4 separate regions of the Mus musculus genome follow, and all the other regions are linked to region 3. A link is a contact called in public promoter capture Hi-C data. All regions are on one chromosome and are shown on one strand. Each heading gives the region's core, a stretch centred on a gene start, on an enhancer-like site or on the middle of the called end of the contact. The rest is flanking DNA. Distances are from core to core; before and after follow the strand shown. Region 1 holds the start of Bend3 (BEN domain containing 3). Region 2 holds the start of Cd24a (CD24a antigen). Region 3 holds the start of Zbtb24 (zinc finger and BTB domain containing 24). Region 4 holds the start of Mtres1 (mitochondrial transcription rescue factor 1).

What was found. Promoter capture Hi-C pulls out the DNA fragments that hold promoters and counts their contacts. Capture Hi-C pulls out chosen DNA fragments and counts their contacts.
Region 1: a promoter capture Hi-C map of liver shows a contact between it and region 3, with 2.9 times the contacts expected there. The contact joins the promoter of Bend3 here to the promoter of Zbtb24 in region 3. A contact is called at or near these places in 2 of 39 promoter capture datasets (liver and pre-B cells).
Region 2: a contact with region 3 is called in a promoter capture Hi-C map of pre-B cells, with 3 times the contacts expected there. The contact joins the promoter of Cd24a here to the promoter of Zbtb24 in region 3. A contact is called at or near these places in 1 of 39 promoter capture datasets (pre-B cells) and 1 of 115 datasets of contacts at active chromatin or transcription factors (embryonic stem cells).
Region 4: a promoter capture Hi-C map of liver shows a contact between it and region 3, with 2.3 times the contacts expected there. The contact joins the promoter of Mtres1 here to the promoter of Zbtb24 in region 3. A contact is called at or near these places in 1 of 39 promoter capture datasets (liver) and 1 of 9 other capture datasets (liver).

What each region holds. Positions count from the first base shown.
Region 1 is chr10:43,477,728-43,480,427 of GRCm38.p6, forward strand. It overlaps Bend3 (BEN domain containing 3), which reads left to right and starts at 1,413. Exons shown (of 4, transcript NM_199028.2): 1 at 1,413-1,645.
Region 2 is chr10:43,577,794-43,580,493 of GRCm38.p6, forward strand. Cd24a (CD24a antigen) reads left to right here and starts at 1,376. Exons shown (of 2, transcript NM_009846.2): 1 at 1,376-1,529. The coding sequence starts at 1,461.
Region 3 is chr10:41,449,014-41,451,769 of GRCm38.p6, forward strand. Zbtb24 (zinc finger and BTB domain containing 24) reads left to right here and starts at 1,345. Exons shown (of 7, transcript NM_153398.3): 1 at 1,345-1,517; 2 at 2,076-2,756. The coding sequence starts at 2,107.
Region 4 is chr10:43,539,726-43,542,425 of GRCm38.p6, forward strand. It overlaps Mtres1 (mitochondrial transcription rescue factor 1), which reads right to left and starts at 1,293. Exons shown (of 4, transcript NM_026411.2): 1 at 1,215-1,293.

The sequences.
Region 1 (2,700 bases), core at 163-2,662, 2.0 Mb after region 3:
AATTTGAAGGGCTGCTATCTCGGGCCCATTCTTTCCATCATCCTGTTTTGAATGACACTGAGCACGTATAGATTCTCTTATAAAAGCACCCCTAGGATGCTGGGCTCCTTTCTTCAAGCTGCTAGCTAATTTTGCATAGCAATTAGTACTGACTTCTCCAAGTCTGCAACCCAAACACCTCTCCAGAACGTTCCACAGTCCCTCCAAGGTCCAACTCTGCGCCATTAGATTTCAAACCAGAAGGCGAGGAACTTGCGTAATGATTAAATTCCCAATTTGTGTGAAGACACAATAATCTCTGACTACGCGTTAATTCCAACCTTAGGCCGCGACTGGGCAGCTAGGAGCCAGCATGTACGTCCTTTTAAAATCTATTCTACGTATTCACTGACCGCGCCGGGCCGGGCCACATGGTCCTCTCTCGCAGCCAGTCAGCTGTAGGCAGCAGATGGGATCATTTGCATTTTTCTTTTTAGACATTTTTTTTCCATCGGCAAATTAAAGGATTAAAAAAATTTTTTTTTCCGTTCTCATTGTTTACCAAAACCAGGCACGCAGCTTAAAAGTTGACTTGGGCTTTTCTTTTCCCTCCACCCCCACCCCAAGTCCCCGAAAGTTGGAGAACTGCGAGGGGTTGGTTTCTTATTTCTCAACTCCGACTCTGCAGTCCGGGAAACTAGGAGACGGTCGGTCTTAACTAACTCGGCGACTGGAGTCTCCCAGTTTTCCGCGCTGAGCCCCGTGGCTCTGAGTTGGTGGCATGAGGGTCCCCAAGCGCGTGCTTCGCTCCGCAGCCTCAAGCGGCAAAACTTGGGCTCTCGGAACTCAGGCTTTACGGGAGAGGGCGGCCACCCTGCCGGGGGAGTGGCCAGGGCTCCCCCAGAGCCCGGGGTCGCTCTCCAGTATACCCCCCCAACCACGAATCCATGCAGAACTGGAGGGGGGGCGCACCCCGAAGTCTTTGTGCCCGGCGTGGCACGGGAAGGTCCGTGCGATGGTGCGGCGCCACAGCCGAGCGCCCCAAAAGCGGGGGGCGCGGGCGGAAAAGACACGGCGCGTTGCCTCCCACCCCCACCCCCCGGGGTTAGAGAAAAAGTAGAGAAAGAGGCGCCGGGGCCACGCTCCAGCCCGGAGAGCACGTAGCCGAGAATGCCGCGGGGCGCTTTCCCGTGGGTGAGAGCCGCCCTGGTCCGCCGGCAGCCGGCGCGGGCCCACGTGGAGCCGCGCTGTGCAGGCCGAGCGCACCCGCCCCGCAGCGCGCCCCAGCTCCCCGCCGCGGTCGCTCACGCCCGAGCGCCGCCGCCGCCGCCGCCGCTGGTCCCGCGTGTGCCCCGCTGAGGGGGAGGGGCGGCGCGGTGGGGGCGGAGGGCTTGAGGTTCCACTGCAGCGGGGGCTCCTGTGTCCTTGTGCGGAAATGACACACGGAGTCCCGTCACGTCACGCGAGAGCGCAGCGCACGGACACACACAAAGAGAGGGGAAAATACACGGCGCCCGCCCGCCCGCCGCCCCCAGCCAGTCGGCGGGGCCGCCCCGGCCAGGCCCTGCGCGCTCGGCCCCCACTGCGGCCCGCGCGCCCGCCCCCCGCACGTGGCGCCCGAACTCGGCGCGGGTCCCGCTCCGCAAAGTAACAACTCTCGTCCCAGGTGAGTGTGGGCCCCGGTCGGGGCCGCCTGCGAGCGGCTCGCCGCCTCCGCGCGGGCTGGAAGGGGGAGCGGGCGCCCACGGGCTCGTCGCGCCCCATTGTGCCGCGCGCCCCTTTGTGCCCGCTCGGAACGCCGCGACTCCATGGCGTTCCGGGAGCACGCGCGCCGCGGCCAGGGAGGAGGAGGAGGGAGGGGAGGACGCACGGTGGAACGGTCCGCGCCGCCGCCGCCAGGCCGGCCCCACTCGCGCCGCGCGCCGGCTCTCCACCCCCGGCGGGCCGGCGATGGAGCGGCCGAGGGCCGCCGGGGAGCAACTGCGCGGCGCCGGAGCGCTCGCGTTCGACCGGCCTGTGGCGGCGATGGAGGGGTGTCAGAGGGAGCAGAAGGGCGGGGAGCCAGAGGCCGGAGAGCCGCCGCTCGGAGGGACGCTGCCCCGGGGAGGCAGCGGAGGGAGCGAGGCTGCCGGCGGCTGGGAGCGGGGTGCGGCGAGCCCCGCCGCCAGGGGGCGCGGCACCCTCCCGGGCCGTTCCACGGCGCTCCGTGGTTCCCGCTGCCCGGCTGGAGGCGGGTCCAGCGCGGCGCTCTGGGTGTGCACCCCAGCGAGCGCGAGGCCTTCCTGGCGGGCGGTGGAGCCGGGCCGGGGCGCTCGCCGCCCCTCGTGACTTGTGCCCGCCACGATCGACGTAATTTCCCACGCAGACTTGGCTCGGGCTGTGAGGCGCGGAGTTGTGAAGGCCTTGTGGGCTGGGACTCAACTCATCTGAGTTCTTTTTTTCTTTTTTTTTTAAGTTTGTCCTAAAGTAGAAGTTTGATCGCTCAGGTGGCCCGCTTGGGAGTATTTTGGAGGTGGAGGCCAACCAGAGATGCTCAGAATTAATGTTCACTGTTTGGAAGTCAGAGAACTTCCTTTTAGAAGTAACTTTTGAATGTTTTCCTACAAGTAACACGTCACTGAGTAGAGGGGAGGGTGCCAGAAATCTATAAAGACCCAGAAAACCCAGGCGAGTGGGGAACGTGTGGAAATGTCCCAGATAGAGGTTTTAGGTTTGTCTCTG
Region 2 (2,700 bases), core at 126-2,625, 2.1 Mb after region 3:
CCTTGCGCCACCCTGGGAGAGGAGCGCCGCCGTTGCTGGGCACAGAACGACCTTTCTATACAGTGTGCTAACTGTTAAACAGAAAGTTCACTGGCGCTATACAAAAATTCCTGTGCGCCCAAGCACACCTCACACGTGGAAAGTTACTGAGCGGTTGTGGCTGACTTGGTAAGGCTCAGGCAGCCACAAACCAACGACTGTGGAGTCCATTGTCAGCTTGCTGCCATAAAACTTTGTTTTTACGAGGCTGTTCTGCAAAAATTGAAATTTAAACAAATTTCCACCGTTGCTAGGTTTGCTTTGTTTTGCTTTAAGGTCTGTAAAACACGTGGGCTAAACTTTAAATAGGAAGGTCCTAAACCCTGTGATTAAAGATTAGAAAATATTCTACCACTAAGTTGTTTTAAAGTTTGCTTTGAAGTTTTCACAAAAGAAGGTCGAAAGAAAGATTCCACTAAAATGTACAGACGGATGACTAATCTTTCTGAATCGGTTTGTCAAATTACTTAAAGGCAACTATGGGTGGAAATGGCTTGAATAAGAAAGCGTTCGAACGCTGAGCAAGTACTGTGCCACAGAGGCAGAACAAGCACGTCCCCAGAAACGTGGAGAATACTGGGACCGAAACCCAGTCCCTCGCAATGTCCCGCCCCGTGGCCGAGCGCAGCTGGCTGTTGCCTAGGTCCGGTTGGATGCTCCCGGGTATGGCCGGGTGCGCGATGCTTGATGCAGCACTAGAGGAACTCAAAACACAAAGCAAGCAGCCAGGGGCGGCCGCCCAGCCGAGCATACTCACGGCTGGGGCCCGGGATCCTGGCGATCCCTGCCGTGCAGCCGCCAAGGGACAGTGCGTGGCGACGCCCGGTCTCCTCCTCGCCAACCCCGCGCACCACGGCCCGGGGACCTGCCAAGCCTGTCCCGTTCCCCCTTGCAGCCGGCACTTGACAAAAACCAGCCCTGAGCTCCGCGCAGTCTGCGCGGCGCCCGCGGCTTCGACTTTTCGTGTTGGGGGGTAAGATGGCAGGGCCGGGGAAACAAAGGAAACTTGGGCCGGCCGGCGTGTGTGGTTCGTGTGCTCGCCCCAGGTCCCGTGTGGGAGTCGCCTGCGCCTGTGCATGCAGCCTGCCCGGGGAAACCCTAGCTGTGCCAGAGCCCGGGGCGCCCGCCCACCTGCCGCGCTGGCCGCCCCGGGACATCCCAAGTCACCCCGGGCCGGTGCAGGCGGCGGGGGAGGGGCCGTGAGAGCCGCACAGGAGGGTGGGGGTGGGGGCGGGGAGGCGGCGGGGGAGGAGGAGAGCACGGGTGGGCGGGCGCCGCACGTCACGGCTATTGTGGCTGTCCCGGTATATAAGGTCCCGCCGGCCGGCCGCGCTCCCCACCTTGCCTGCGCCCGCGCGAGCTTAGCAGATCTCCACTTACCGAACATCTAGAGAGTCGCGCCGCGCGCCGACGGAGCGGACATGGGCAGAGCGATGGTGGCCAGGCTAGGGCTGGGGTTGCTGCTTCTGGCACTGCTCCTACCCACGCAGGTGAGACCCTGTTCTCGATTGGGCACTGGAGACGCGTCCTGGGGCTTGTGTGTGTGTGTTCGCGCGCGCGTAGGAGGGGCAAAGTCTTTGCCTCCGGCCAGGCACTGGGGTAGGGGGAGAATTTTGTGTAACTGACTTGGGGAACTCGTGGTGTGGATTCCCTCGAGAGAGCGCCCCCTTCCCTTCTCACGGAAGGTCTTCGCGCTCCCTGCGAACCACACAAAGAGAGGGAACGGTCCCCTTCGGGGGAGCGTGGCACACGCCCATCCTCCACCGTCCAAACTGGTTTGGAGATCACCCAGGAAGCCCTGGTTGTGGCTTTATCTCCCACAGGTCTTGAAGCTTAGTTAGGGACCTCCCGACTGCACAAACTCTCGCGGTGCGACCCCACACCTCCATCCCTGGCCACCTTAGGAGCCCCATCCCAACCTAGAATCCCCGGGCATTATAGAGACGGAGGGCAGGACTGTAGTGTCCCGATTCTCCGTCAGGCTTTGTCCTAGTCCACAGACGCTTCCTCTCTTAGATTTGTCCCGGGTACAGATCTTGCCCCCCAACGCCATGGGTGGCGCTGCTCTAGCTGCGTTAGGGTGAAGGCGCCGCGCCCAGAATGAGACCTGGAGCTGAGCCTGAGAGACTGGGACGGGACTCAGAGAATCCGACTGTAGCTTTTCACTGCGGTTGGTTCGCTTAGGGATGTCCCTAGGGCTTTTTGCCCCTGAAAAGTTGGGAGCGCCGGATTTTTGGTCCCTAGAGATCCAGGGTCCGGGCTCACCTGGGAGAGCAGCCCAAGAGCTTGAGGCGCGCTTCGTCTTCCCCTTCTCAGGCAGGGTAACTATACCCCATTGTCTTCTCGCTGCGGGTTGACTGTGCCCCGGGGCCTTTCTCAGTTCACCCGATCCCCCATCTAGGAGGGGCTGGGCATCGTGAAACTGGTTGGTCTCACTCAGATTCCCTTCTCCCCAGGGCGCCCCCCCCCCCCGAAATGTTGAGAGGGAGGTGTTGGTTAAACAAATCAAGGGAGATTGGTGGAGAAAAACTGTTTAATGCCAATTTAATAATTAACGTAAAATTTTGTTGATGGTGTTAGAGAGGACCTCTAGACTCAGACTGAACATTGGGCTCCTTTTTCATCATCATTATTATTATTATTTAGTTTTTTTGTCACCTG
Region 3 (2,756 bases), core at 95-2,594:
TTTGATCTAGTTTTGGCTCTGTGGAGTTTTTATTGCATTGTTTTTACTGCAATTCTTTCAGCAGAAAACCAAACAAAAACCTATGTGAAAGCAAAGTTGAAAGACTGACCCTTGTTCTTTCTGTCTTTTTATCATTATTATCATTATCATTATTATTATTATTTTCCTCTCGGTGCTGAGGGCAGAATCCAGAACCCAGTGCTCTATCACTGAACAAAATCCCCAATCCCACAACCACCCTTGTTCCTTCTGGAGTGCAGAAGTCAAGCAAAGCTCTCCTGGCATCCCACTCGGACGCCCACATATCTGACCGATTTCGAGGGAGCTCTGGATAGAGTGCACTAGATAACTCTGTAAAGATAAGGGGGAAACCACAGAGCTCATACCTGTGTGGTATGAGCTGCTTTTGTGAGACCCCAACTTAGAGCGTTTCTCCCTGGAAGGTAAAGCCCCTAGACGTTCCCCAAGCTTGTTTTCCCTGATCTCTAATGCGGAGACACTTAGGGAGACACTTCGTCCTCAGCTAGCTGATAATAAAACCTCTTGCAGTTTGCATCAGGTGTGGTTTTCTCTCGGGACACTGGGGTGCTGGCCAGCTCATCCCGGGACTTGAGCGGAGGCCCAGCTTTGGGGGTCTTACACTTTTAATAAAAACTAGTAAGAAAGAAAGAGTCCGGCTGGTAATTCCATCTTTAGTTTCCAAATTGTGGGCAATATAGATGGCAAATTTATAATCTGGAAGTGGACAAAGTAGAGATAATTAGGTACACGCGATGCATAAACGCTGAGCGGAAGCTGCTGGCACAGTTGGAGTAGGTCCGGAACGAATCTGAGCGGGACTTAGGAGCATTGGTCCGGAACACAGAGCCACAGCAGATCCTACCCAGGTTTTTATTTAGAGAACTCTCCCATACCCATAGGTCTCAGAGGGAGCGACACTGTCCTGAGACAACTGAAACCCTCAATAGTCTCTCAGAAGTGCCATAAATCTAAATAAAAACAGCGGTCGTTTCGGTCTTTTTAGCCAAGCCAAGCACTTACTAAGCTCATTCTAACCGTACCAGGTAGGTTAACACCTCCATTTTATGGATAAACACAGAGCTGAGGATGAGTAACTTGGGAAGGAAAGCGAGGAAGAGGATTCATTCAGGAGGTAAATATCTGCTGATTGAAGCCACCGCCGTCTTTATGCTCAGCATCTAATCAGCGGATGTGGTGTCTACTGAGGTCTAAAGGAAACTCAGCGGGGTAACTGGAGGTAAATTTCCGCAGATTGGCAGGTTTCCGCACCAGACCCTCCCTTTCCGGATTCCACAGCAAAGCCCGCCCTCGGGGCGGGGCTCCGGGGTCACGTGATGCTACGGCCCTTGTGCGCGCTTCCGGGTTGACAGACGCCGGGAGTCCGGAGCTACAGCGTAGTGGTGGCGGGGGCGGGGACCGGCGACAGGCCCGGTTAGTGCCCTCTGGGCAGCCGGGTGGGCTGACCGTAGCAAGTCCCTGCGGGGCGGCCCTGACAGGTAGGTCCGCGGCCGGTTGGTTCGGCCCGGGGCCTTGGGCCGCGGAACGTCCGCGGGACTCAGGCCCCAGGCCTGGGACGGAGCTCCGGGCGCCGCTGCTCAGAGCGGGGCCTCTGAATCCGCGCGTTATTTCACCGTAGATCTCCCTTGCGTGGGTTCGTTCCCATATTTCTCATATATGTTCCTATAGTCGAAACAGCTATTCCGTGTGTAGCATCGAGGCAGCACACCCCCAACTCCAACTTTGTGCCGCCACACTTTGAAAGTTTAATTACAAAGTTAACGGACCGGAGGGCCGTACAGACTTTTGAACCCGTTCTCTAATTTCCAGAGGAAATTCCCCACCGTAAGAGGTTATGTGGGTACTGGAGAGGCATCCAGCAGGGTAGCCGCAACAAGGGGAGGAACCCAAGGCTTGGCTTTCCAAGTAGAGTGTAGAAGGTGATAATGTAAAAAAAAAAAAAAAAAAAAAAAAAAAACTGGGTTGTGACAGCTGGAACACGAACAGTCTAGTTAGGCAATACTTCTTCCTAAATAAACATTGATTTTTTATTTCAGATTTAAGCCTCTTCAGAGTCTTCTGGAGAAAATGGCAGACACAACCCCGGAGCCTTGTGGGCAGCTTATGGTACACTCAGACACTCACAGTGACACTGTGCTGGCCAGTCTGGAGGATCAAAGGAAGAAGGGCTTTCTTTGTGATATTACTTTAATCGTGGAGAATGTGCATTTCCGAGCCCATAAAGCCTTGCTGGCCGCCAGTAGCGAGTATTTCTCAATGATGTTTGCGGAAGAGGGCGAGATTGGCCAGTCTATCTACATGCTGGAAGGCATGGTTGCAGACACCTTTGGCATCCTGCTGGAATTTATCTATACAGGTTATCTACATGCCAGTGAGAAAACGACAGAGCAGATCCTGGCTACTGCTCAGTTCTTAAAAGTCTATGACCTGGTAAAGGCATACGCAGACTTCCAGGATAACCATAGCGCCCCAAAGCCACCAGCTTTGAACTGCACTGGGACGCCAGTGGTGGTTATTTCCAATAAGAAGAACGATCCTCTGAAACGGAAACGGGGAAGACCAAGAAAAGCCAATGGTTTGCAGGAAGGGAGATCAGAACTGGCTGCAGAGGGAGAGCTGCAGCTGAGAGTGAACAATTCAGTTCAGAATAGACAAAACTTTGTGTTTAAAGAAGAAGACAGTGTCAAGCTGAGTGAGCAGACTCCAGAAGACAAGGA
Region 4 (2,700 bases), core at 43-2,542, 2.1 Mb after region 3:
TCTTCCTAAAGGTACTGCACCAAATTCCTAACACATGAAACTAGGGGGACACATTCTGGACAAACTAGGGACCTTTGTTCCAGACAGGCCTAGAACACTCTCACTTAGGTATCTGCAAGGAAACTCACCTTCAAGTCTAGACTCAAACACATCCCCTCAGCGGGGCCTACCCATTCCATTCCAACTATTCCAACGCAACTCCACCTTGCCAATCGGTCCCCTTTACCACACTTACCCCACCCCCAGAGCTAATCACAGGCTGCTGTGTAATTTACCAGATGCTGTCTGCATGTGCATACACTCCACAAGACTAGACTTCTTCTTCATCCCTGTTTTATTTATCTCACGTGCACAGAAATAGTGCCTGGTAATTAAAAACTTGCAGAAGCTAGGAACGCTGTTGCAAGCCTATAATTCAAGCATCTGGGAAAGAGGCAGGAGCTCACGTGTTCAAGGACATCGTTCACTATAAAAGTAAGAAGCCAGTCACAACGAGGCCGCCTTAAAAAAGTCTTATAGACCTAAGTCTGGAGGTCACCCAGACGGCACGAGAGATACAGAGAGTTTTAGTAGGAAAGTAACCCGGCAGGAGTCCATATGAAAAAATCTCCTTGACGGCAGTTTGCATTAGAGATGACTAGGAAAGAAAGCCCGTAAGGTTCGTTTCGGGTGAGATTTCTATAAAGCTATAGACTCTATAACGAAGGCTAAGACTGGCAGAAGAGCAGTGTTTAGGATACACAGGCAAAGCTGTCCTTGACCTGCACTACGCTGGGAGTGGATCCACGTTCCTTAGCGTGTCACCGCTCTGTAAGACCCGGGCCTGGCCTCCAGTTGGTTGGGTCTACAGCTACGAAACCCTTCCCTTCTGCGGACGTCGGAAGCGGACTTCTACACAAGATCGAGTTCCCCTGGAGCCCTCCCATCCCGAACCTTCCCCAGGTCCCCCAAGGTCAAAGGAAACTGGACACTCCCACGCCGCCCAGCCCCGAGTCAGTGTGTCTGCAGCTTGCTGCACCCAAGTCCGGGGACGCACAGCCTGGGCCAGCTTAATTCCCACGGTCCCGGGGTTCGAGAGGCGTCCCTAGGCAACCCCAACTCTGCGGAACGGGAAGGGTTCGCAGACACGGCCGGAGCGCCGCAGGGCAGAAGCCAGCCGAGGGCGAAGCGCCCGGCGAGGGGCTGAGCCGGCGGGCCAGTAGGGGCGCACTCACCTGCGCAGTCCGCTGGTCCCTCCCCGGACCGCGCCGACCGCAGGCGGGAGCCACCTCCGCACCTGCCCCGCCTCTTCCGCCCCAGCCTACGCAGAGAGTGGACCCCTAGGCGCATCTGAGCACGGTGGTGGCCTCACAGCGTCCCCTGCTGGACGCGGCGCCTTGGAGGACCACGCTGTTGAGGTCGGGGTGTGGGGAAGTGAGGTGGGGGGGGGGGGGGGGGGGAGAGGGGACGTGGGAGGCCCATCCCAGGCCCGCTGAGCTTGGCAGCCAGTTCCAGAAGAATTTGGTTTGGAAGCAAAAGTTCTTTCTCTCGAATAGCCAAAGCCCTGAACTTCTTAGTGAGTTATAGATGTTGTCTCCAGAAAACTGTCTTAACATCACAGAATATAAGAGTTTACTTCTAACCCGTCCGTGTGTAGGTGTATCGCTGTAATCCCAACACTGGAGAGACCGAGGTAGGAAGAATGGGGGTTCAAGGTTTTCCTTGGGTACATGACTAGGAAGTTCGAGGCCAGGCTGAGCTACAAAGAAATAAATATAAATGGGAATAAATAAAATACCTCACATTGGGTGTGATCCTATCATTGGGGGAGTGGAGGCAGAAAGATCAAGTAAGTCACTTGACCTGTCTTTGGCTACATAACAAGCTTGAGACCAGCTTGGGTTACATGAAACCCTGTCTCAATATATCAACCCCTGACCCCCCACCCCCCAAAAAAAACTAAGTCACACCGTTTTCGTTCAGTTTTCTTGCCATGCCAGAAGTGATTGGACAGGGGTTAGAGTCTAGGAAAACACGGTTTAGTGGAACCAGTGAAAACAAACCTTGGGAGTCAGATGGAATATAGCCCAGACACTAGAGTACAGTCAGTTTCACAAAAGTTGTTTTTTTGTTTTGTTTTGTTTTGTTTGTTTGTTTTTAAAACGTAAATACTTTTACGTGTATGAGTGTCTTTGCCTGCATGTACCATGTGCCTCTATGCTGAAGGAGGCCAGAAGAGGGCATTGCATCTCCTGGGACTGGAGTTACAGATGGTTGCTAACCACCATGCAGATGCTGGGAATGGAATCTGGCTCATCTGGAAGAGCAGCCAGTGCCCTTCCCTCTGGAGCCCAGGTTTAGATATGTTTGCGTTAACGTTTGTTGGGATATATGCTGTATTAAACGAGAAGTAGCCTTCCTGATTTTCTTCTTTTTCAGACGTTTCCCTTCCAAGTCTGTGAGCTCTGTTCCCCGCCTTTTCATTGATGCTCCTTTCTCCTAAGTTGGCACAATAGTTTCTTGATTGTGTTTGTATAAGAGGAATGCACAACTACAAATTGTTTCAAATGCTGAAATGATACATCTACACGGTTGACATTGTGAGATCAGGAGGGATACACAGTTGCATTTACTTGTAGGTCAACACCTGCCATCATGTTTGACCTAGGGAACTCAGGTCTTTTAGTCTTGGCAGCGAAAGCCTTTATCCTTTGAGCCAGT